Linked DNA regions of Mus musculus: all the other regions are linked to region 2. A link is a contact called in public HiCAR-type and promoter capture Hi-C data. All regions are on one chromosome and are shown on one strand. The core of a region is the stretch at or near the end of the contact, and the rest is flanking DNA. Distances in the headings are between cores, read along the strand shown. Region 1 holds the start of Macrod2 (mono-ADP ribosylhydrolase 2). Region 2 holds the start of Kif16bos (kinesin family member 16B, opposite strand). Region 3 overlaps Tasp1 (taspase, threonine aspartase 1). Region 4 holds the start of BC039771 (cDNA sequence BC039771). Region 5 holds the start of Ndufaf5 (NADH:ubiquinone oxidoreductase complex assembly factor 5). Region 6 overlaps Macrod2 (mono-ADP ribosylhydrolase 2).

Evidence for each region. Promoter capture Hi-C pulls out the DNA fragments that hold promoters and counts their contacts. HiCAR-type assays count read pairs that join an accessible place to other places.
Region 1: a HiCAR-type map of astrocytes shows a contact between it and region 2, with 8 times the contacts expected there. The contact joins the promoter of Macrod2 here to the promoter of Kif16bos in region 2. A contact is called at or near these places in 15 of 39 promoter capture datasets (the 3T3-L1 cell line, 3T3-L1-derived adipocytes, cranial neural crest and 10 more), 6 of 484 Hi-C or Micro-C datasets (CD4 T cells, LSK cells, embryonic stem cells and 2 more), 3 of 115 datasets of contacts at active chromatin or transcription factors (astrocytes, bone marrow-derived dendritic cells and pro-B cells) and 1 of 9 other capture datasets (adipose tissue).
Region 3: a promoter capture Hi-C map of liver shows a contact between it and region 2, with 4 times the contacts expected there. The contact joins the enhancer-like site here to the promoter of Kif16bos in region 2. A contact is called at or near these places in 7 of 39 promoter capture datasets (the 3T3-L1 cell line, 3T3-L1-derived adipocytes, the C10 cell line and 2 more).
Region 4: a promoter capture Hi-C map of the 3T3-L1 cell line shows a contact between it and region 2, with 4 times the contacts expected there. The contact joins the promoter of BC039771 here to the promoter of Kif16bos in region 2. A contact is called at or near these places in 3 of 39 promoter capture datasets (the 3T3-L1 cell line and liver).
Region 5: a promoter capture Hi-C map of liver shows a contact between it and region 2, with 7 times the contacts expected there. The contact joins the promoter of Ndufaf5 here to the promoter of Kif16bos in region 2. A contact is called at or near these places in 12 of 39 promoter capture datasets (the 3T3-L1 cell line, 3T3-L1-derived adipocytes, the C10 cell line and 7 more), 3 of 484 Hi-C or Micro-C datasets (B cells, CD4 T cells and liver), 2 of 115 datasets of contacts at active chromatin or transcription factors (astrocytes and embryonic stem cells) and 1 of 9 other capture datasets (liver).
Region 6: a contact with region 2 is called in a promoter capture Hi-C map of liver, with 5 times the contacts expected there. The contact joins the enhancer-like site here to the promoter of Kif16bos in region 2. A contact is called at or near these places in 4 of 39 promoter capture datasets (the 3T3-L1 cell line, cranial neural crest and liver) and 1 of 115 datasets of contacts at active chromatin or transcription factors (astrocytes).

Annotation. Positions count from the first base shown.
Region 1 is chr2:140,393,398-140,397,477 of GRCm38.p6, reverse strand. Macrod2 (mono-ADP ribosylhydrolase 2) reads right to left here and starts at 2,048. Exons shown (of 19, transcript NM_001013802.3): 1 at 1,757-2,048. The coding sequence starts at 1,802.
Region 2 is chr2:142,901,624-142,905,944 of GRCm38.p6, reverse strand. It overlaps Kif16bos (kinesin family member 16B, opposite strand), which reads right to left and starts at 2,980. Exons shown (of 2, transcript NR_131921.1): 1 at 2,704-2,980; 2 at 2,373-2,590.
Region 3 is chr2:139,918,781-139,923,099 of GRCm38.p6, reverse strand. The region is part of intron 10 of Tasp1 (taspase, threonine aspartase 1); the gene reads left to right. Among named protein-coding and RNA genes, the nearest start is that of Tasp1, 150 kb to the left of the region's middle. Within about 2 kb of position 3,034, at least 37 of the 459 cell types and tissues checked have an H3K27ac peak or open chromatin away from gene starts, as enhancers often do.
Region 4 is chr2:145,699,720-145,703,845 of GRCm38.p6, reverse strand. It overlaps BC039771 (cDNA sequence BC039771), which reads right to left and starts at 2,651. Exons shown (of 4, transcript NR_033220.1): 1 at 2,524-2,651.
Region 5 is chr2:140,168,504-140,172,758 of GRCm38.p6, reverse strand. It overlaps Ndufaf5 (NADH:ubiquinone oxidoreductase complex assembly factor 5), which reads right to left and starts at 2,113. Exons shown (of 11, transcript NM_027093.4): 1 at 1,826-2,113; 2 at 692-732. The coding sequence starts at 2,047. Esf1 (ESF1 nucleolar pre-rRNA processing protein homolog) reads left to right here and starts at 2,201. Exons shown (of 14, transcript NM_001081090.1): 1 at 2,201-2,282.
Region 6 is chr2:140,770,701-140,774,719 of GRCm38.p6, reverse strand. The region is part of intron 3 of Macrod2 (mono-ADP ribosylhydrolase 2); the gene reads right to left. Among named protein-coding and RNA genes, the nearest start is that of Flrt3, 100 kb to the right of the region's middle. Within about 2 kb of position 1,664, at least 10 of the 459 cell types and tissues checked have an H3K27ac peak or open chromatin away from gene starts, as enhancers often do. A contact at or near this core is called in liver, where this site is marked.

The DNA.
Region 1 (4,080 bases), core at 799-3,298, 2.5 Mb after region 2:
TTACACTATATTTTACTACCATCAATGATGCAAAGCTGGAGAGATGGCTCAGCAGTTACAAACACTAGCTTAACTAGTTAAGAACACTTCCAGAGGTCCTGAGTTCAATTCCCAGCAACCACATGGAAGCCCATCTATAATGGGATCTGATGCCCTCTTCTAGCAAACAGGTGTGCATGCAGATAGAACACGGATTAAATAAACAAATAAATAAATAAATAACTTTTCCGATGCTCACATTAGTGTGTTCAATTTAAATTGCTACTACAAAAGCTAAGCACTAATAAAACGTCTCACTAGTTCACGTACCTGGCTCTTTCCTGATCTGTTTGCTTGTTTAGTTTTCCCCAGCACCAGGTGTAGGGGCTCACTGAGGTCAGCATGTGCTCTACCTGTGAGCTATGTCCCAGCCCTGCAGTCAAGCTCTCAAGCTAAAGAGTATTTGTTCTGTGACACTTTGACTTTTAGTTCTCTCAGCACTCACACTCATTGAAACAATGACACTAAAGCGAATCTTTCAATATTTAAAGGATACTTTAACTGCGCTACTCGACCATATTCATACTTCCCTGCAGTTGATTTGAATACTCCCTCCTCGATACTTTTTTTTCATAAAGCAGGCACTACTTAGAGAATTGTTTCTAATTCTCACTTTTAAGTCCATTGTTTGGTCAAAAGGTTCACAAAGGACAGAGACTTGCAACAAAAATGTTTAACAAGCTATCAGCAAGAAAATCAACTTTCAACTGAGTTACCCCCTTTAGCCCCGTTCCGTAAGAAGACAGTCCTGAGGAAATGGTACACCCTTGCTCCATCTTTTATATGCAAATTTGGTGCAAGTTGGTAGTAGCAATGCAAATAGTTTTTCTGAAATTGGGGTCGGAGGTTGAGGTAAGAAAACAGGTTAAAAGAGAAGAAAGAAAAAGATGAAGAAAAATATGCCAGAGAATCAAGCATTACATCACAATATGACCTATGAAACTGAGATGAGACAGACAGGAGGAGAAAAAGAACTTATCGCACAGTTCTATTTCTTAAAGGAATCCGTGCCGCTGTCAATCTAACGGATTTGGATAAGCCTCGATGTGCACAAAACTCAGGGATGGAAGGGTTCATTCACAGAGTGCTCGCTGTCTTACTCCGTGCGACTTCACACTATGAATGAGGATGCAACAGAGAACCACATTGCCGAGGAAAGCCCATTCAGACTTCTCCGAGGGCACTTATTCTCTCCGACAAGATGCTCCTTTTGGGTTCCAAATTTCAAAAGTCACACTGCAGCTGAGCATAGCGGGGACCCCAGCCACTTTGGGATGTCAGGAGGACAGAGGCTGGGACCGGAGGAAGGCAGGTGCGGGTGCAGATGCTCCCCAGGCTCAGCAACTGCAGCCAGAGCGACACCGGCCGGCCGGCACCGGTCCGCGGGACACCCGGCGGGAGGTACAAAGTGCCAGCTGGGGTCCTGACCAACTTGTACCCTAGCCCGGGGGCGCGCGCCTGCCGGGAGGCGAGCACGCGGGGTAGGAGGTGACCCGGCGCCCGGAGGGGTGTGCGCCCACAAGTGCGCGAGCCGCAGGTGCCCGGGCGGCGCGTGGCCGGTGGCGTGCGCGCGCGTGGACGCGGCCGCGGGCAGGAGCGGCACCGGCCGAGAGAGAGAGGGCGCGAGGAGGCTGCGGGCGGAGGGCGTCGCGCCGCCCCGCCGGGCCCCCGCCCCCACCCACCCGCCGCCCGTCCCCGGGGTCGCGGGGCCGGTTACCTTTCTCCTCTCTCCACACCTTTTTCTTCTTGTTGCTGGGGTACATGCTGCCGTGGGGGTGGCTGGCTTTAAGCTGCAAGTTCCCCAGGCTCACGGGCAAACAGGGTGTGTGGAGTGTGGGGGGTGGATGGAGGGGACACTCGGGAGGGAAAAGTGCAAAGGCTCTGCGTCCCGCGCCGCTAGCCGCTGGCCCGTCGCCGCCCTCCTCCCTCGACCCGCCCGCTCTGCCAGGCGGCCGCCGCCACAGCAGCACCTCAGAGCCTGTCAACTAGGTCACGCCTCGCGCTAACCTAACACCCGCGCAGGCCCCGCCTCCCGGCAGCCAGGCAGCGCCGCCGCCCATTGGCTGCTCCGCCCGCCGCTCTCCCGGCTCTAGCCAAGGCGCGCCCCTACTTCAGCCTCAGGGCGCAGGCGCAGGCGCAGGCTTGGGCTCGACGCCGAGGACGTTGGGGAGCTGGAAGGGGCGGGGCCAGAGCTCGAGGAGCGGGGAGGCTGCTTCACGACGGAGGCGGGGCGTGCAGCCACCGCCTGCGGGGAGCGGGAGGAGCAGGGCCTGAGGGCGTGGCCTGCCAGCAGGTGTGCCTGATGACCCAGACCCCGCTGACAATGATGAGAGTCTAGGGGACTGTAGAATGAAGAAGAGGTCACCCGTCCTAGAAGTTGTAACCGCCTCGTCTGAACAGGTTTTACCTGACGCTTTCCTCTCGGTGGACAAATAGAACCAAAAGAAAAGATCCAGACCGTGTGCAACCCGCTGCTCAATCGTGGGTTAGAGATTTAGTTAGAATTCTGTGAAGTTTCAAAAGCTTCACAGTACACAGGGCCAACTCGAGAGTTTTAAGATCTGGTGACCAAAATGTATGAGAACCAAGTCCCACATCAAAGTAAATCCAACTAGTGCCTGGTTGTCTTTTATTCCTGATTGACTTCAAAACAACTTCTCATCCAAAGATCTAGCTCCATCCTAGGTAGTTCTCTCATGATTCAGGAAATCCAATTGCCAGAGAATCTACCTCAAGAGCAGTGACCTAGAACATAGAACTTTTGCACCCTCTTCTTTGCACCCCAAACTTATCTCTCCACGAAGCTGGCTTAGTGGATTTGGGAAACTCACATCTATTCATCAATTTAGGATCAATATAGTTATATGCATTGGCAAATAACTTTAGGGAACACGGTTTGTTCGTTTGTTTGTTTTTTAGAGTGGGTCTTTTGTAGCTCAGGCTTGCCACAATTTAGGGATTCTCGTGCCTCAACCTTAAACTGCCTTCCACCAAAGAGAAGTAAAACGCATTAAAATAATAATAATAATAATAATAATAATGACAATGACAATGACAAAGAAAAGGGAAAAGAGAGACCAAGCTGAGAATTGTAAAGAATGGAAGAATGTTTGAGTAATGAGACTTAAAAATGAATTCACAACATCATAAAACAGTAATATTTATTTTGACATTTTTCTTTGGGATTTTTCTTTAAATGCTATCAAATACATAAAACATTATTTTTGTTGGGAGAAAAAAGCTTCAAGAAGGAAGCCTTTGAAATCACACTGATAATGAAATAAGAAGGGCTTTGACTCATGTAGAATCCAGATAAAATGGCAATGGGGTAGACTTTGGGAGGAAAGATGACGAAGTTCTCATGGATGGTCAAGGCAGTGTTAACATTAACCAAGAGGTGTGGTTTGACACATGGAGGATGTCCCTCAAAGGACCAAGCATCCAAAGCTTTCTTCCTGAATGTGCCACAATTCCAAGGTGGTGAGACCTTTAAGAAGTAGGTCCTAGGGATGTCACTGAGGCCTGTTTCCAAAGAGAATTATGAGAGTCTTGTTTGTGCTTCTCTGCTTTCTAGCTTGACATGTAACATTCCATCCATGATGTGGCACCATCACCAGAGACTCATACTAATGGGGCCACCTAGTCTTGGACTTGAGCCTCCAGGACCATATGGCAAAATGGGGGTACCTTTATTTCCTAAGTAGCCTGCCTTGGGTATTTCATGATGTCATTATGAGCCAGATCAGCATCTAAAGATCATATTTCATTCAGGAAAAATTTGACTTATTTAAAAGTCCTCAACGTTAGGTGTCTGCCAGAGAGTGCTTCCTACCAGGTAGCTCTTCCTCAGGGAGGCTGCACACCAGCCTAGGGTCCTTCCACCATGTCCTTCCACCATGCTGCACTGTTAACATCTCATGTCAGCTCAAAGGCTTTTATTGTGTTGAGCCAATGATATTTACGAAGTAATGGTTTAAGTACTTAGTGGTAATTATTATAATAATAAAAAGTATCATTCCAAAAAGGTTAAACTGTCTCTCA
Region 2 (4,321 bases), core at 1,731-4,230:
TGTTGTGATAAAACAGCATGACCAAAAGGGTGTGTTCATCTTAAACTCTGAGTCACAGTCTATCATTAAGAGAATTGAGGGTGTTGGGCGGTAGAGGAGACACACACCTTTAATCCTAGCACTTCAGGCTGGGGCGGGTGGATCTCTATGAGTTCAGGTCCAGCCTGGAGTACATGCAAAGTTTCTATTTGTTTGTTTATTTATTTGTTTCTTTGTTTGGAACAGGGTTTTACAGTGTAGCCTTGGCTGGCCTGGAGTTCACTATGTAGATTAGGCTGGCCTTGAATTCCTAGAGATCCTCTTTCCTCTTCCTCCAGAGTTCCGGCCCTCATACTGCTTTTTTTGTTTGTTTGTTTTGTTTTGAGACAGGGTTTCTCTGTAGTCTTGACTGTCCTGGAACTCACTTTGTAGACCAGGCTGGCCTCGGACTCAGAAATCTGCCTGTCTCTGCCTCCCAAGTGCTGAGTTTAAAGGCATGCACCACCACTGCCCGGCTCATACTGCTTTCTTATATAATGAAGGACTACCTATCCCGGGTGACTCCACAGTGGGCTGAGTCTGTCCATATTAGTCAAGAAAATGCCCCACAGACTTGCCCACAGGCCAGTCTGATAAAAGTTTTCTTTTACTCCTAAGCTATGTTTAAATTTAAGGTTTTTTTTTTTTTTTTTTTTTTTTTAATCTAACCAGAACAACTCAACTAAATTCAACTTCAGCTTCTCCTGTAAGACATCCCTCAAAGGAGATATTAAGCATACTTTTGTGGCCGGGCAGTGGTGGCACATGCCTTTAATCCCAGCACTTGGGAGGCTGAGGCAGGCAGATTTCTGAGTTCGAGGCCAGCCTGGTCTACAGAGTGAGTTCCAGGACAGCCAGGGCTACACAGAGAAGCCCTGTCTCAAAAACCAAAACAAAACAAAAAACCCAAAACAACAACAACAACAACAACAAAAGCATACCTACCGTGTGAATAATGCTTATAGTACTTATGTATCACTTATTACATAAAGGTGTTTATGAGATGTCAGTTATGTCTTAAGACCCAATTTAAATATGTTTATCAAAGTTGTAAAAATGTCCTATTTGTGAAAGAGTAAGTCAATTTTACTCTCTAGAGTCTAGAAAAAGAATAAAGTATAGCTAATGGGTCCATAGTATTTTCCTTCTGATGAGGCTTTTCCCAGATGATTTAAATGCTTTGAAGTGAAATCAACATAGTGTTTTGGGTTTTCTCACTTTGTACTGAAGTTGTTAAGACTTAGGGACTGTAAATCACCAATACCTATTTGGAAATGATAAGGTCGCTTAAGAACCAGCAAGAAGGGGCTGGCGAGATGGCTCAGTGGGTAAGAGCACTGACTGCCCTTCTGAAGGTCCTGAATTCAAATCCCAGCAACCCCATGGTGGCTCACAACCACCCATAATGAGATCTGGTGCATTTGAAGATAGCTACAGTGTATTATTATAATAATAAATAAATCTTAAAAAAAAAGGACCAGCAAGAAATTCAACAATAAATGAAGTTCAGAATGTTACTGCAAAACAGTCACCTCCTGCCTACACACACACACACACACACACACACACACACGCCTTTACATATTCATGCCTGACTTACTTTTGAATGTGTGTGTGTAGTGTGCACCTGTGCTGGCAGAGGCTGGGAAAGAACATTCGATCACCTAGAGTTACAGATGGTTGTAAACTGCCCGATGTAGGAGCGGAGAACGGAGTCCCCATCCTCTGCAAAAGCATCAAGTGCTCTTAACTGGCAAGAGTCATCGCTCCAGCCCCAGAATAACTGTTTTACATCCATCATGTAAACGATATGAGATCCAAAACAAAAACCAATGTTTCTGAACAAGAACCACAGTATAGAAAATAAATATAATGAAGTTATGTGTCCTTTTGTTAAATAACAAGTTATAGTATCAGCTTCACAACTGGCCTAATTTCAAAGTCAAAATAAAAAAGGAAGAACAATCTGAGAGAGCTGCAACAGTCCCTAAATATCTGTGATTTCCAGTATCATCAAAATTTCAGATGTTACTACAGCTGCACATTTTATTTTAATTAGAGGAGACTATATAGAGGTAATCCCCCCCCCCCCATACACGTTCAGGAGCTTTAAGAGACTTTATTTGGTGATTCTTCTGAGTAACAGTTCTCCTGGCAGTTGTCCTTACCAAACTGATGCTGTGCTTAGCAGTTAGTCAATGGGGAGCCTCACGCGGGGAGCCTCACACTTGACTTCCGGAGGAAGCTTCTGTGCAGGTTAAGTCCTGGAAGACTTTAAAAAGTCTAAAATTTCTAAAGACAGAAACAAATGAAAGGGGTACCAGAGATTCATTGGAATTTGAGAAGATGAGCAAGCCCTTAAAAACCTTCCTGTTTATTCATTTTTCTTGGTGCAGAGAGTAAATTAATCAAGGGGTGGCTGTTCAGTCATTTCTCTGGCGAGAAACCTCGCTGCTTCTAGTTTAAAATCCGCAGGCTTGCTGTTCGTGTTCCGTGGGCCGCAGCACTTTGTCGGTTGTGTCAAATCGCAAGGTGGTGTTGGAATCAGAGGATTATGTACACGTGTAGGCTGCTGGAAATTATGGATAGAATGGCCTGCATAAGCCCAAACTGGACAAGCAAAACCTCCAGGAACAGGAACTCACATTAACAAGTGATTTGCAGTTGAGTGCAGAATTCGCACACCTGTTCTTGGTTGTCTTGGTTGCTCTCAGCGACTCTACAGCTGGTAGGGTGTTGAAGCCCTGCCCGCCCGAGAGCGCACCCTACACAGTTTGTCCCCAAGCAGCTCCCATATACGGCGGGCTCCGCCCCTGCCCGTGGCTGCCACAGCCGGGTGCAGCCTGGCTGGCGGCTGTGCCTGGACCCGCCCGCTGCTTCTGCTATTGCGCATGCGCCCCATTTTCAACCCTCCGAGTTTTCCCGCCCTTGATTGGCTGACTCTGCGCCCATTTCTAAACTTGTAAGCGCCTTAGTCCAGGCTTTGTAGGACTCCGAACAAAGGGGACGTTCTGATTCTACCCTACCTTGAAGGGTTCTAGGAAAGCTGAGATGAGGACTCCTGGTACTAGTGGACCACACATTGGCCGTCGTATTATTTCACTTAGTCTATTATTAAACCCTTGGAGTTCCAGTTTAGCAGGCGAGGCAGACTGGAAGACTCAAAGCTAGTATTGGAGTTCGAGCCAAAAACCCGGGAGACTTTTTCGGCTCCCCTCAGGGACTTAAGCAGCATCACATCTAAGCTTTCTAGAGACCATTTGAACCGAAGTCATCTGCCCGGGAGTGAAATAATAGCGGGGATATGCTGGTCTTGAGGACAGAATGTTCCATTGTGGTCGTTAGAGACCTCGAGGGTGAGGAGGAGCAAGTCAGTAGGCTTGCTTTATACTCCATCAGCAAGTGCAAAGGCAGGAGATCAGGGTCCAGGAGGAAGGCTGGTCTGTAAGTTTTGAGCGACCCTGACTGGGGCAGGAGGAAGATAGTTGATACTGGAGTTTTTGTGTCCAGCAGGTGACTTACAGGTGAAGGCATAGGGTTAACTGAATGAATTTACAGGGAGATAGCCCGGTAAGAAATCACTGATGCCAGGGGCTTTAGCTCATAAAAAAAAAGGGAAGAATAAGAAGAAGAAGGAGAAGGAGAAGGAGGAGAAGGAGGAGAAGGAGGAGGAGGAGGAGGAGGAGGAGGAGGAGGAGGAGGAGGAGGAGGAGGAGGAGAAGGAGAAGAAGAAGAAGAAGAAGAAGAAGAAGAAGAAGAAGAAGAAGAAGAAGAAGAAGAAGAAGAAGAAGAAGAAGAAGAAGAAGAAAGAAAGAAAGAAAGAAGAAAGCGGGTGTCCTCACTTTTGATCCAATGACTAAAGTTAAATTGCTAAACTGTCCCCAAAATGCAAAAACTCCCTTTAGATATGATTCCAACCAATATAACGACATTTCTATCTGCCTAAAAAAATCCTCGATCCTTTGTTTTCTTGGTACCCTAAATTTTGTGGTTCAGAACACATGCTTAGAACTCTTTGAAGAAACAGAGCAGTCCCTCAGAGTTCTCCACGACCTTTCGCTTCTCAACAAGACAGATGAGTTGACGAGCACGGGCCGTATAAAGTCAGGACCATGTTATTGGTTGCAATGCTCGTTTTCGGTAGTCCATTCCTCGGTTTCCTTGAGAATGCTCTAAATGCAGTGATCGTCCTGGGCCTGACTGGGTTTGACTTTCCGAGTTAGAGACAGCACAGCCGGTTGCCATTGACTTCGAGGTGGGGCTGCGCTGGGGCGTGGCCACCGAAGAGGCGGGGCCCAGACTT
Region 3 (4,319 bases), core at 1,785-4,284, 3.0 Mb after region 2:
CAATATCAAAACTGACAAATGATTTATATTATCTTTCTGTTGTAAGAGAATTATTGGGAAATAACATCAGCTCAAACTTTTCTTTTTAGTTTTTAAGAGGCCTGGAAATGGAAATCAACCTCATAAATCATATCTGAATTTTAAACTCATTAAGAAAGTTATTAATGATACTATTTAATATATGGTTGACTTGGTACTTATGTTAAATGTATGCTATAGCATAAGGATCTTGCTTATATTCCTTTGTTTATGGACCTTATTCCACACATTTAACACACACACACACACACACACACACACACACTTTACATTACAGTTACACATTAGATGTTTATAATCACATCTTGACCTTTTTGGCTAATGAAATATACACTGTGGCTTTAAGGCAAAATAAAATCTCAATTTTTCATTTGGCATATGTCTTGGGAACTTACTGTTTCCAGGGTATAGTGAATAAAATTGGAGCCTTCTACTATCTAAGGCTTAGTACCAGACCTGTTGAGCTTCTTGTTTTTATGGACTCAGATTTTTTATTTTTACCATGGACTCAGAGTTTACTTTTTTAAAACATTTATTTTTATAAATAGATTATAAAAAAGATTTATATTTTATATTTATATGTATGCATGTTTATGTCTTTCTGAGGAATGCCACATGTATGCAAGTTCATGTAGAGGCCACAAGATGATATCAGGTTTTTTGGAGTTAGAGTTGCAGTGGATGCAGGGGTACTGGGAACCACACTTGGGTCCTCTAGAAGAACAGCAAGTGCTTTTATCTGCTGAACCAGTCCCATGGCTCAGATTTCTCAAGGCTTTGAGGATTTTTCTTTTGTTTCCCGTTCCTTATTCATGTGTTGAAACAGTAACTATAAAATTTGAGTCTTAGAATTTTAGTGACAACAGTCATTCTCTTTCTCATCAGTTGGGGATGACGTGCCATCTCTCTGAGTCAGCTGTAAACACTAAGCAAAATGTTTGTGAAAATTCTAGGTATATATAATAATTGGTCATTTAATGATGAATTAGTAAGTTGGTGACCTTCTCTCATCCACTGTAAAGCTTCTCTACAATTGAAGTTAATCTAAAAGTGTGTTTTACTACTTAAGAATGTTTGAAAAGCATTTCCTCTCTATCCATTGTAAGCTCTTAAACTGAAGTATTAATAATAATAACAACAAGGACAATAACAATAACAACCTGTCTTAGTCAGGGTTTCTATTCCTGCACAAACATCATGACCAAGAAGCAAGTTGGGGAGAAAAGGGTTTATTCAGCTTACACTTCCATCACCAAAGGAAGTCAGGACTGGAACTCAAACAGGTCAGGAAGCAGGAGCTGATGCAGAGGCCATGGAGGGATGTTACTTACTGGCTTGCTTCCTCTGGCTTGTTCAACTTGCTCTCTTATAGAACCCAAGAGTACCAGCCCAGGGATGGCACCTCCCACAATGCCCCCACCCCCTTGATCAGTAATTGAGAAAATGCCCCACAGCTGGATCTCATGGAGGCACTTCCCCAGCTGAAGCTCCTGATAACTCCAGCTGTGTCAAGTTGACACTCAGCCAGCCAGCACACAGCCATTACTGTTATGATTACTGCTGAGACAGGATTTACTTTGTATCACTGTCTGGCCTGCCTTAGGCTCATCTCCATAAACCTCCTTCCTTACCTTTCCTGGTGCTGGGAATATAGACAGGTGAGCCATGACTCCTTGTTTGAAACTACATTTTAAGCATAGATTTCCTGAAGTTCTAAGGTACTTACAGGTATATTTTGTCTTGTGAGAATGTTAATGTCATTTACATGAAGCCATTTTTGAGTTTTCAAATCAGGAAGCCAAGGCATGGAGATCCCAATCGATTCACCTCAGATTTGACATGTGGAGTTGCCTTTGTCTGCGGTCCACTTTTTAACAGAGTAAGAACCTAGATAAGAGATTGGCAAAGAACACCATCTGAGCATCATGGTGTTACTTTTTAAATGGCCATTGCCCTAATTAAGGTCTCAGGTGTGGGAAGCCTAATGTACTTTCCGTGTAATGCATTTCTCACTTGTCACGGTACTGATATACATCTAGGGCCAATAACAATTAGAAACACACTTCTGATGTAGCCTGTTGCTTCTCATTTAAAAAAAAAAATCATCATCTTTTGTCCAATTTCTGTGCCCATTTCAGTGTTGTGATTTAGCTGAGTTTAAGGACAGCAGAAAGATCCTGTTGCATCATGACCCTCAGTGAACACCAAGTTAATTCTCACCTTGAGATGCCATTTTGACAAAGAAAGGGGCAGCAGATAGAGACTGGGGAAGAGGGCAGTTGTGTATGAGCTTTGAACATTCTGATGTGACACTACTTCTTTAGTGGAAAGTCTTTTACTTATGTTTCAGTCTCTTTAAGTATGTTCTAATTTGTGACAGTGTCACATTCACAAAACCAAAAAGTTTCCTGTTTATGTAGCTAATTGTTTAGACAGTTAAAACTTTTGTAGTTTGTTATATCTTTTCAGTAAAGCTGCCAATAGTGATAAACATTGAATTGATATTGTATATCTTAGATCAGATATTTGTCTGTGTTGAATTAGAACTGTTTGACATAATTTTCTGTCATGACTAAGTATGGAATTTAAAGCATACATTAGTCATACATATCACCCTAATTTTTGAGGGATAATACCTCTGCATCATAATAAAAATGCTTTTTCTTCACTTAGCCACTGTTTCTCAAAGAGTGTATGAAAATGCCTGAGTTGTTTTTAATACTGTTGCTATAAATACTCAAAAGTTTGATGAGAATTATGTAATAGAACTAAGTACACATTGGAGAATTACTCTGTATGGTTGGTGAGCTAGCCTTTGGACTTGACTGTATTAGACATCTTCACCACTTATTCTGTCTCTTTATAAAGCTCCTTATGTTTTCCTCTTGTATATAATAGCTTCCAGGTTTGATAGCCAAGGGGACACTGTGTAGACTGAACTCATGTGTGTTCTATCACTTTTAAGGCAACCCTCTCTGTAATTTCACAAGACAGGCTTGAAAACCAGAAGTAACCCAACTCCAGAATTGGCAGTAAATCCCCTGACAGGGAAAAGGTGACGTACTGTGTAATAAATTTCTTTGTTGAAAAAGAGATGTTGCAATTCTGGAAACTGAAGTACCAAATGTTTCCTTTTAAATTTGGAAAGGCCTTTACTCATCACTTATCTGTCCCTGTGGACTTCTAACGGGGCTGTGTTGAAAGATTTTTTTTTTTTTTTCAGATGCCCAATACTTTCAGTGAGAGTCAATGGCAGCATTTATATGATGACATATGTATTTCAAAATCATCAGTGTTCCTTGGAGATGTGTGGTATGCCATTAGTACATACTGAATGTGGGCTTTTGTTGCTGCTGGTCCTGTGTTCCTATGTGCTGGCTGCCTGGGAATATAGGGCCCTTCTCTCTTATGTATGCAATTTTAGTTTTTCCCCTTTTGGGGATTCTTGATATCAGGATTGAGGTTAGAACAGTTTATAGAAGAAAAATAGTCTGCCAAAGCAAAAATTTGTGAAATAATGAATTATATTTAAAAATGCTAATGTCATTTTGAGACTCTATAGAAAGCTTACATTATATGATGGCCACACCCAGGAAGAAAAAATAGCTTACTTATCCAGGAGCCATCAATTGCTGATAGCTCCTGCGGAAGGGGTGGAGCTTATGAGTCCTATCCCACCCTTACTGAAACTTTGATTGGCTTGGTCTTGTGCAGGAATTTTTCAGGTAAATATAACTGCTGTGAATTCCTGAGTGCAACCAACCATCATGTCATGTCTAGATAATGACAATTCGCAGGGTATTCTCTTCTATCTCCAGCTCTTACATTCTTCTTACTCCTACATTATAGTCCTTGAACTTAGAGGGGCCTTGATACAGATGTCCTATTTTGGACTGAGCACCAAACAGTTGCTCACAACTCTAAGCAGTTGTGAATCATTGGATTGACTGCAGCTTACCGCAAAAGGAAGTTCCTCTAAGCAGTGCTGAAGTCAGCACTAATCTATGGGTGCAAATGCAGACGTTTAGAAGTCAGTTTGATCATATATCCATTTTGTAGAATGTATTTAATTCTGATCCAGGATTTCCATTCTACCTTTGACCGGATAGTTCCTAGATAAAAGACACACACAATCTTTATATTTGCAATAAGCCTTAAACAGCATAAGAGCTTGGCAGATATATACCCTCTATGCTATTAGACTCTACTTTTCTATCCATAACCCTGAGCTATTACTTTCTATGTTTCATCTGGGGTGGCTTAACTCTTATTGGTCAGCT
Region 4 (4,126 bases), core at 1,402-3,901, 2.8 Mb before region 2:
TTTGTCAGTACACCTGATTCTTAGGGATTTTTCAATCATTTCTAATTCCATCTTTATAAGTAAAGAAATAGAATAAGAAATTTATTTGTTTGCTCAGTTTAACCAGTACCCCAGTTGTCTCTGTTCAGACTCTATGCTGGACACTACAAGAACACAAATGGAGTTCTGTTTTAGACATGGGCCATTTCCCAGGGACATAAAAGATGGGTGCTGTTTTGGCTGGGGTATGGTGGGGAAAGGCATTTCACATAGTCAGAACAGGTTGGCTAAGAGAGGGTGTGGCTGGAAAGAAAAACAAAAGTACTGTCTGCTGCCAGTCAGCCCCAGGAACCTGGCTGGGGATTACCATGGAAAGATAAGCCAGATGGGGACTGGGCAAATGACTGCACATCTACACTGATCACTGACAATCTGATCCGGATAGGGCACTAGAGGCAGAAGAAATACTTAGGTCACGTGACAGGGGCCTGAACCTACTGACTCAACCTAGAGAATGGAAGCTATAGCCAACTGCTCCAGACCCGAGGAGAAGGGGACAGATGTGGTTTTCAGGAGGAGGTGTGAGGCAAGGGGATAATTTATTACATTTGGGGAAAGGTGAGTTGAACTTGAAAAGCCCAACATTGGTTGAAAAATTACTGGAAACAAATGGCTAATTCTGTCAGAATAAAAAATTCTCTACCCTAAAACTCATATCCTCAAATAGATAATGAAGGGAGAAAAGAAAACTATCCAACCCTTCCTAGGTCATAAGGCCTGGGATCTAGATATGAGATACAGGCACTCTGACCTACTGACCTACTGGCCTCATTAAGTCTGGAGGGACTGGTGTCAGTGTGGGCAACCATTTCGTTTTTGAATGAGCCGACTGTGGCTCCATGGAAGATCTAGACTGAGGCACCCAAGAGATGGCTGTGGAATCACAATCTATTGATAACACTGTATCCAGAAAATGGAACATTAACAATGAGGAAGCTAAAGGTCAAAAGAGTCCAGGCCACTCTCTGACATTCTGCTCAGAAATTCTGGGTGCCGCTCTTAATAAGACTGTGATAAACCTGAACCATCCAAAAGTGTACAGAAACAAAAGATGTGGCCATATTTAGAAAAACAGGTTTGATAGCTACTGAAATGGTTTGTTTCAAAAAAGAAAAAAAAAGGTTCCTTTCTCATTGAAATGGAATTATTCTTGGTCTGTAACATGAAGAGGTTTGTCTGGGACCAAGAGATTGAAATTGGAGGAGGGGCAATTTGAGACTGGAGGTGAGGAATCCTGTGCCAGCACTTAAGATGGAAGAGATTTCTTTCTCATCAAAGATAAAAGTGGAGACTGGACCTCAGCACCAGAGGATGCTACAGGCAGAATGAAGTGAATGAGAAGGACATGACGACTTAGGTCAAATGTCCCTGTCACTCTGGTGACCCCGCAGGAGAAAACAGATTGGAGCAATAGACAAAAGGTGACAAAGACATTTTCAGAGAGCAGGCCACTGAAACCCCAGGGAAGATGTCTGAAGGTACAGGTGTTGGTATGAGGAAATCAGCTAGTTGTAATTATCTAGCTTTATAGCAGGTGTTAATCACTGGTAAGGTAAAACCAACGTTGAGTGGCAAGCAGGGATCCCACCAGGACCGGGAATAGGGGTCATTTACATAATATTTCGATCAAGAAGCTGCCTTAATTATGCCTGCGTCCTTAGAACAAGAGTGAAATGGAATGTAAAAGTTACACACTAACTTATTTAGCAGAAGTAAGTTGAAGCCAAGAGGGCATTCAGACGGCGCTGAGAGAGCAAGTGAGATTATTAAAGCAATTAATGCCACAGAACCCCCTGCACTGTCCTGAGACAAGGCAAAAGGAGTCCGGAGGGCAAAGCTCTACCCATCGGAGGCTCCATCCTGTGAGGATGCCTAACTTGAAGGGGTTCCCTGGGCCTCAGAGGCAACTTGCTCAGGGAAGTGTTTCCTTGGGATTAGCACGCTGGTTGCATCTAAAGTTGGCAGCAAAACTTGCCAGCACTGCCCACATGGGTAGTTACACAGTCTGCTTTCCTAAGGGACCTTTGAGACAATTTCCTGGCAGTTATTCTTGTCTCTAATCTCAACGCTGTCCCGACTCTAGGCTCCAGACAGGTGTGCATGCCTCTGAGAAGCCCCAAGGCACAGTGGCCAGGGTTCACATCTGCTGGGTCATCATATCCATCTGCACCAAGCCACATTCTAAAGAACATACGATTAAGGACCCGCCTAGAACCAAGTTCCATTTCCCTAGCTGCTGGAAGATCTACATCTCAAAGAGGCGGGGCTTCACTAAGTTTAATGTAGATGAATTTGAAGACGAGGCGGCTGAGAAGTGGTTTGTTCCAGCAAGCTATGGAGTCAAAGATGTCCTCAACTGCAGCCTCTTGGAGAAGTGGTGGGCCCTGCATAACCAAGGGCTTCTACTATGCTCACCTATACCCTACCGAATTTTGTTCAGTAGTAAATCTCACATCCAGTCTGGAAGAAACCAATCAGTCATACCTCTGTGCAATGTACTACAGATTCCTGCATCCTTTCACCTTTGTCTCAGGCATGGACGTAGTGAATGGTTCTAACAATCTGTCCCACATCTTTTGCCAAAAGCCATGGAGAGTTAAACCTTCCCAGCTACAAAACAGAAAGACAAAAGGAAAAGGAAGTCATTTAAAAATATCTCAATTCTTCTTCAGGGGAAAGGTTAGTTTATAAGCCAAGTCAAAGAAGGACATAATTCTTCTCCAAAATCGACATGTTCTGTACTGTCAGCTTCTTCGAGAACTGTCCAAAACAAAAAACGAACATAAAAGGTTGTTAAGTAAAGCTGCTGTTTTTCTCTGGAACTCGTTTTTATTCCTTAAGGATTTATTCATCCTAATTATCCATTGTTGTGTAATAAGACCACAAGACTCGGTGGCTTAAAACAATACTCATTTCCTTATTGCCATGGTTTCTCAGGGTCTGGAATTCCAGAAGAATTTAGCAGAGCAGTTCTGGCTGAGAGTGTCGGATGAGGCCATGGCCAGATGGTAGCTGGAGTTAGAATGTGGGGTTGGGGGGTGAGAGGAGGCATGGCCTGGCAGCTGGCAAGCAGTAGGTCGCTTCTCCATGTAGCTCGGACTTTGTCATCGGCCTCTCTGGCTAAGGTTGGCTTCCTCATAGCATGGTGGCCTCGGAACAACCTAACTGCTTAGAGGATGCAGCTCACAGATGTAAGAAGAATGAACCAGGAAGCAGAAGGGACATCACTGGATCTTTTCCTTTTCAATTTATCCTCAGAAGAAATGTGGCAAAATTCCTCTTCCATCCTAGCAGGTACAAGTAGACACAAAGCCCCATAGGCTTGAGGGGCAATAGCTAAGACTTTTCATCTTGATGGGCCAGTGGCCAGGAGAACACCTAGGCTGGATGGTGGCTGCTGTTCAACTCTATTGGAAAACTACTCTCGGCCCCACAGCCCAAGGTTAACAACAACTGCAAAGTCCCACATACAAGAGGACTATAAATCCACTCTCATTTTTCCTTTCTAAGTCCATTATTATCATCACCATTTTATGTGTCTGAGTGTTTTGCCTGCATGTATGTCTGTGCAGCACTTGCATGTTGGACACTTGGGGAGGACCTTACACGCCCTGGAACTGGAATTACAGATGGTTGTGAACTGCTCCCTGGGTGCTGGGAATCAAACCTGGATCCTCTGAAAGAGAATTTAACCACAGAGTTCTCTCTGTAGCCTCCCTTGGGGGGGGGGGGGGGAAAGATTGATATTGTGTGTGTGTGTTTACACCTAAGAGATGATAACAACATTTATGATGGGAAATGCTTTGACTTTCAAACTCTATTTTCTTCAGGCTGTAGCTCTGCTTAGTACACTTCTGCTTCCTGGGTTTGCACCACATTTCTTTTCTGACCATTAGTTAGATCCGGTGCAAGCAAGGGCAGCGCCTGGGTGGCTGACTGGGTTTCCTGATTCAAGCACGCCCTCTAGTGTTAAAATGGTGTCATTTCTTTATCAGTTGGGTCTGCTCTCAGGGTCGTCTGCCCTCTGTTGGGATGCCCTTTGCTTTCTTCAGGATCCTCCATTTTATCTCTTTTGCTGACTTTCTCA
Region 5 (4,255 bases), core at 864-3,363, 2.7 Mb after region 2:
AACTTAAGTTTAATAAATCTTAAAATTTCACATGTAGTTAAATTTTTAATTCCATATTTTGAGCAATCTATCTAAATTTGGGCTACATGAAGTAGATCAGTCATTCAGGCTTGAAGAAAGCTACAAGTTTTACATTCATAATTTAAAAAAAGAAAAATAAAAGTTACCAATGAAGAAAACAGCATTTAAATACCTAATAAAAAAAAAAAGAAAAGAAAACAGCATTTGCTTTCCCGGACAAGAAAAAGAATAAGCAGGAGTGGCTGTGTATGCTTATAATCTCAACATTTAGAGGCAGAGGCAGGAGGAGTGCCTCCTGGGCTACATAGTGAGACCCTATCTCAAAAATCTAAAAAGAAAGATGTTTACAGTGAGTTAAATCTCTAATCCTGCCAATACATTTCTCATACTCAACTACTCCACGTAGCAAACTCACATCACTTAATTTCCAGTCTTCATTCAACATCAGATTTTGTTCTTAACCAGGACTGGAGAAGCAGGTCTATAGTCTCAGATACTTAAGAACCTAAGAAAGGTGGGCTGTCCAAGCCTAGTTCAAGGTATAGCTTAGGAGTTAGAGCAAGTTGTCTGTTTTGGGAAAAAGACAGAGAGACAGACTGGGAGAGGGGAGCATGGGAGAAAGGAGCAGGGAGAAGGAGAGACTGCATCTCACTGAAATAGCATCTCCTACCTGGCTATGTCATAAACACGGTCTGCAATCCGACTTCCAACCTGGAAAATTTCAAGAGTCAATGGGTTAAATACACCAAGCAGGCTTAACAGAAAAGTAACTTTTTTTCCTAAGATTCAACATATGTTTCAAAACAGAAGTGTTTCCTTCTATCCCATTTGCTATTGTCCCACAGCAACTTCCTTTACAAATACTTTATTTTTTTATTATGGAAATAATAAAATACCCTGAAAACAAACGGAAGCAAATTACTTTAGAAGCAAATTTAATGAAATCAAAATTAACGATCTCCTTGGTGTGGCAGTTTATGTCTATAGTCCTTCGATTCAGGAGTAAGCAGGATTACCACAAGTCTGAGGCCAGTCTGGAATACACGGTGACTATGAGTTCCAAACCAGGATATATTAAAAAGACCCTTGTCTCGGAAACTCAAACCCAACATCAACATCGGGAGGCTGAGGCAGGTGGATTTCTATGAATTCGAGGTCAGGCTGGTATATATTACATAATAAATTAAGACAGCCAATGCTTGCAAATTAGTAAACACCAAGTCTGGAAAAGTATAGACGACCATCTCCTAAACACAACATAAAAGAAATCGTATGGTAAGTACCACCCTTCCCCGGACTGGCGTCATCCGGGATGCAGTCAACTATCCACACCTTGTACTCAGTCTCTTACAAGCTTTTCTTGAACAGAATGGAAGGACTTATTGAAGGCCTCTACACGTCCTTTTGGCCTTAGGAGTTTTGCACTTTTCCTTTTCCTAGGAGACTCGTCCCATCTCTCATCTCGGCTCAACTAATCTCTCACTTTTCGCCATAACAGCCATTCTTGACCACCGCAGTCACCAATACCGCTATCTCACTTTTTCTTCACCTTCCTTTTGCTGCAATTACATTCCCTGTCTATGTGTCTCCTACTCACTCCTAAATGATCTTGCTTTTCCCTGGAACTCAAGCAGTGTTTGCAAAGCGAATGAATGATTGCCCCGCATGCTATCGGAGCCTCTCGTGCTTCCCGGAAAATCAGAAAGGCTCTAGAGAGTGAAGCTTCTCAAGGTCACACAGTCGGGTGGGTGGGTCCGCCCTACCCGGCTCCACGCCTCCCTCCGTCGCAGCCCCACAGTCTCACCTCCTCCTTCAGGTAGTCAAATTTCATGGGGTCGGGCTGCCGGGCGGCCCAATTCTTCTGCTTCCTCTTCAATTCCCTGTCGAAGATGTTTAGGGCTCTGGGCGAGGTGCTGCCCGAAGGAGGGACACCAGAAGCGACCTCCCTGCGACTGCCGCTCGATGCAGAGACCGCTGGCCGGCCAAGCAGTGGGCAGAGGCGCAAAAGAACGACCTTTCGCAGCATCTTCAGCCCGGGCGCCACAGCAGGGCATGGTTTCTATTAGGCGCATGCGCCAACGGGACTACGACTAGCGCAGTTCCAAGGCGGAAGGTTGAAGTAGTTTGGCCCAGCTCGCGTGCCGTTAAGACGGAGCGTCTCGCGGAGGATTGTGGGAGTGCGCTCCATGTGAACTCAGACTGGGATCTGAGAAGAGTGGTGGGAAACTGTGCGGTCGCCCGTCGGGCTCTCCTTGGGATTTGTGAGTAGCCCCTATAGTCCGGTCCCTTTCTGGCCTCATTGTTCTCTTCAGAGCTGCTTCTCGAGAGAGACAGAGAACGCAGCCGAGTAACTTGCCCCGAAAGTTTGTGAGGTGGGAAGATGGTTCGGGACGAGCTGACCTGGAGCTCCCAGGCCAGAGGGTGGGTGGACTTGAGGGAGACCGGGAAGCGTTTCAAGTGCTGTCCAGTTGCTTTCGCTCCTCTGAACATCCCATGTTCGCCGTGGGCTTCCATTTCCAACATTCACACGCACTGCAGTTGGTTGAGGTGGTAGCTGTGTCGTACAGCTGTTCCAGGTGTTGTAGTATCTCTCTCTCTCTCTCTCTCTCTATTAGAATGTAAAGGGTTCTGAAGTAAAGCAACACTGTAATTCCAGTATTGAGGCCGAGAGACAGAAGTGATTGCAGTTCAAGGCTAGGCTAGCCTGTTGTGATGGCGTACAGTCTGTCGCAGGAGTGAGGGGCGTAAATACTGTCTTGTTTGGTCAGTCAGCTTTTATTCATACAGAAACTTCTGACTTTTTTGCAAAGTTGAAATCTGGAGAAATCCAACCACCAGGGACGCTTTACAAAGGAACATTAGGCATACAAACTTCTGTGAGCGTTTTTGTGTGTTTATAGCCTATCTAGGCCTTAGTCACTTTGAGAATAAAATGTTATAAAAAAGCGACATTTGGGACTGGATAGATTGCTCAGTGGTTAAGTGCACTGGCTGCTGGTCTTCAGTGGACCTAGGTTAAATTTCCAGCATCCACTTGATGGCTGACTATTGTCCAGTCAGTAAAACCAGTTCCAGGGGCTCAGAAGACCTCTTCAGGCGTCCATGGGCAGGAGGCACAGAAGTGATATGCAGACACACATGAATACTTAACACCCATACACATGGAAAAATTTATTAAGAAGAACGTGACAATTGTTAACTGTAGTTTGAGACTAATTTGGGTCTTGATAGAAACTAGGATTTATAGAAATAACACTAAGGTAAATCTGATTTGATTTTTTTTTAAATGCCCCTCATTAGTTAAGAGACAGCTTTGTAAAACCAAAAGCTTATGCAATTATGAAGTAAACATTAACAAAGAGAATGAAACAAGACTATGAAAACCCAATTAGACCAGCTGAGATTTCAGAATCTTTTGTTTTTGTCTTCCTGTGTCTGTTGCATCTGTAGATGATTACATCAGCCCACATACCCATGCACGTGTGTGCTCATATGTTTGGAAGGGTGCTTGTATATGGAGCCAGAGGTGATGGCTAGTGTCTTCCTCAATTGCTCTCCACTTTTTTTTTTTTTTTTAAGCAGAACCTCTCATTGGAACCTGAAGCTCCTCAAGTAAGCTAAGTTGGATGATTAGGGAGTGAGTCCTCTTGTCTCTGGGATTACAGGCATTCAGGGTTTGTTTGTTTGTTTGTTTGTTTGTTTTATGTGTGTGTGTTCTGGAGTATCAAATCCATGTTGTATTTGTATTACAAGCGCTTCGCTGATTCAGCCTTCTCCCCAGCATCTGTCTTTGGTTTCTTGAAACAATCTCACTAGGTAACCCAGACTGACCACCAATTCCCTATGAAACTATCTAAGATCTGGCCTCATAATAAGCATGATTCTGCCTTCAGAATCTTGGTTTTACGTGTGTGGCTCTATGCACCAAGAATAATCTTTTAATTGATGGCAAGTACAAGCTAGAACTATAAAAATTCTGAGGGCAGTCAGCTACTAAACATTGCCCTCCTCAAAACCCTAGGTTTATAAAACCTTGGTTTACAAGTTTATTTCAAGTGATCTGTAAGGGAAGGATTATATTTTGCTATGCCTTTATTTTTTATGTTTGACCCAGAATAGTTTGGGTAGGTGAAATTAAATTTAAGTTGTCTTAATGTTGTGTATTTAGAGAGAGAGTGAGAATGAGAATGCATACATACACAATGAACAAATGTGGTTTTAAAAAATATTTTAA
Region 6 (4,019 bases), core at 415-2,914, 2.1 Mb after region 2:
CTATACCCTATCCACCACTTTTGGATTATGTATCATCTGCTAAGCCATCTCTGCTTCCCTGGATATAAAGAAAGATCCTACAATACAATAATCAAATGCTAACTGCTACAGTAATTTTCTTTTTAATTAATTAATATATTTATTTTGTTTTCTACTGCCATTTAAGCCTCCTCCTCCCAATAGGCTCTGAGCCACCAGCTAGCATTAGCTTAACTACTTAGAAATGAAGATTCGAAGTACCTATGACACAGATCAAACGAGGTGTAACCCTTCACCCAAATACAATTTGAGGTTGTTATGGCTTCCCTGTTGATTAGAAAACCTCATGTTTCCCACCCTCAGAGCAATCTTAAACCCCCAGAGTATTTCTGGCCCATGTGCCTTTAGACAGTAGACAGTAAGCATAGGGCTCTAGTGACAGGGCAACCTCCAGTTTAGCCTCTGTTTTCTATGTTGTCTCTGAGGAAATCTAGCACAACACTAGGCACATGGCTAAGAACAGCTTTGAGGAAATCTGGGAGGTATCTCTAGCTTAGTACATTATAGGCTTAAGTTAAAATGAAGAATCTAACACAGAGGGAAAAAATAGGTATTTGGCAGCTGGGTGACAGATTTTCATCATAAAAGCAAACTTTTCCAACTAAAGGCATGGTCTTCTGCTAATATTGTCTATTTTGACTGAAAATATCAGTATCCTCTTAGTTGGCAATCCAGGTTATAAGTATTTATACATTTATTCATTCATTCACTCATTCATTCATTCATTCATTTATTGAGACAGGGTTTCTCTGTGTAGCCCTAGCTGTCCTGGAACTCACTTTGTAAACCAGGCTGGCCTCGAACTCAGAAATCTGCCTGCCTCTGCCTCCCAAGTGCTGGGATTAAAAGGCGTGCACCACCACCGCCCGGCCGTATTTATACATTTTCACATCGTTCTTGTAGGAGGAACGTCGCCAAGCAGGCCCAGCTGCAATGCTGGCACATGCGCCACTGATCCTTCTTCCCCTAGTCAACCTAGAATCTGCTGGCAGGGCTAGAGACTGCTGATGCTGGATGAGGCAAAGGAGCGAGCCAATGAGAAAGAGACAGGGCCACATCCGGCTACTTGAGAGCCAATGAGATCCTGGGAGGGAGTATAAAGTTTTGCCCATTTCCTGCAATAAATGAATCTGCTCTGCTTCTCAACTGACTCCTGTGTTGCTGACTCTGTGCCTTCTTACCCCTCCCCGCCCCTTTCCACTCCTGAGGGTCTTGGTGGGAATCATAAAGAACAATTTCTCTCCTCTACCAAGCCACACCATACCATATGATATATCCTTCAGTTACTTCCCCTTGTTCTATTCCCAGTGCTATTGCTGCCTTGTCGGAATCATAAGATGGTTTGTTTCTCATATGCTATCCTCAACTTTCTCAAAATACCACCGCCAAGTTATTATTTGAAAGAATAACTCTGGCACTGACTCAAAGACAAATTAAACACCTATTTGCTCAAGGACCTAACACTGCAAAACAAAACAAGGAGGAGAAGAACCCACCACATGGAAGCTAAGCTCTGGCCGTGGCGTCTATCTGTTAACCTTTTGGAGAGTTGCACTGCCTGGAGAAGAGTGCCAAGCCTTCTGCCAATAGGCCTTGTGGTGTAACTGATTTAACTGCCTTGAAGCCGTGAATGTGAAATTCCATGTAAACAACTGCTCGCCAATGCTGAGCTTCATCTGCACTTTGCACTGTTATTTCACCATCTCTATTGAACTGAATTGTTTGAGTTTTTGTTCCTAAGGTAACTGACCTGGGAGTAATCTGTTCATTTGGATTTGTTGATTAGGAAGGGTAAGATTCAATAACGGCTATGTAAAACGGCAACAGAGCACTATGAGCCACTGAAACACAATTTTGGTAAGGTTACTCTAAGTATGCTGCACCACCAAATCTTGTTCCTGGGGGAGACACGATGCTGGGTCATTCATCCACAGACTCTTCCTCTTATCCTATTCACTGAGGGTCCATGGTGGATACTAACTCCTCCACGTCCTCCCACGTGATCTGCAGAATGGACAGTGAAAGCCTGACATAGAGAAGAAGAAAAGTTCATCTTGCTGGTATGGGAGACCGCCATCCTACTGTGAACTGTCCACAGCCTTAGTGATTCTATGGTGAACAGAGCATTGTGTAGCCCACCTATATCAACTCACACACCTCTTCAAAGCAAGTCTTCCTTATTCCTTTCCCTGCCTCCAAACCTTCTAGAATTTTGTCTTAGCTGAACATCCCTTCTTTATTCTTGAATTAACTATAGTACTGCATTGTAGACTTCTAGGCATAAACTTTTATTTAGTTTTGTAAGTACAAAATGTGTCCCTAACAACACGGATGAGAAGAAAACAATCAAACACTATTGGACATCTAAATGCCATAGAAATCATTCTAGTTATAGTAGCTCTGGCCTCATGTAAAAACATAAATAAAAATATATAAGAACACTGATCTTCCTGTAAGTTTAAAGTCACTATCTTGGGGATTCGTTTTATATGAAATACTATATCTTGTTTAAATATCAGTGGTGCTTTGTGTATATAATCTGTGAAGGTTAGGTTCAACTCTCCATTCATGAGTAACAGGCCAAGAAAAGTACCCAATTTAGATTTTAAGGCAGTAAATACTACATACTAAAGGATAACTCTTTGCTTTATCAGCCCTAAATTTGGAGACATTCAATAACCGACCAGGGCAGTGCTAGACTTCCTCCAGGATTTAGTTATTGGGAGACCAAAATACCTTCATCACTGAACCTACTTAGGGGCTTCTAGAAGCTGAAGCAACCAATGGACTCTGTCGTTTATCAGGCTTCACAATAATAGTCCATTCACAACAGTCCTAGTTAAGATGAGAACAGACGCTCTGCTTGCTGTTCAAATGACCACATTCATGTTCACTGTGCACAAATGTACAAGTCCATTAATCCCGAGACATGCTCTAAGAAGACTGTGTGGAGCTGTTACTGGCACCATAGCTTTATTTCAAAGATGGTAAGAGCGCCACAAGTGAACTCTCTTGCCATCTTTCAATTGCAAGACATGAATCTCTTTTAGAGTCCACTTTCACATTGCAAACCAAACTGATATGAGTTAAAACAAAACTATAGTACATTATTAAGAGGATAACACTCAGCTCTAATATTTCTAACTTGAAAATTAAAGTAGAGTTCATTTTGTAAACTAACCTGCAAAGTTACTTAGTTTTCTAAAATGTAAAAATTAAGGCAACTCTTTTACATACCTCACTTAAAATTTCTGCCTACTTTTGAGTGTGACTTATAAAATGAATACTATTAATTAAGCTAAGTTACTATCAGTACTGTCATATATAAAATTAGAGTACAACAATTTTAATAGATATACTATATATGTTCAAGACAGTGCAGTTTGTCTATTAGGATCAGTCATTATAATGACATTCATTTGTTCTGCCATTTCTTTCTGTCTATATTTTAGCTTACTAAAAATTGAATTCCTAAAGTTTGCAAAATTGCTATTTGGTATTTTCTTCTGAATAGTTTTTGAGATGAAAGACCACACTGCTTCACATGGTATCTGTGTACTATTAACTGCCAGTCTAAAAATCTGGTCTTCATTATGATTGGCTGGAAGTTAGAAATTAGCAAACTACAAGTTATGATGGGGTACAAATAAGAAAACAAAATTTTTAACTTTTACCAGAAACTTACATAATACTATTAACCATTTCCATTACAAAGAGAACACTATATAATCTGTCAAATCTACTCCTTCACTCCTAAACTGGGATTAAGTCATTTTTTTTCATCTATTAAAGGAGCTGTGGCTTAAACAAGCATTAAAAGTTTTTATTTTTGACACCTAGCCTGTGTGGAGCAAGTGCACCCCTGTATGAATGATCACTGCCTTGTCAAAGTCACCAATGTCTCAGACCCATTGGAATGGCAAAGCTATCTATTATACACTGGGCTCAGTGGAATGCCTGGGCTGTCCCTGCTCCAAGTA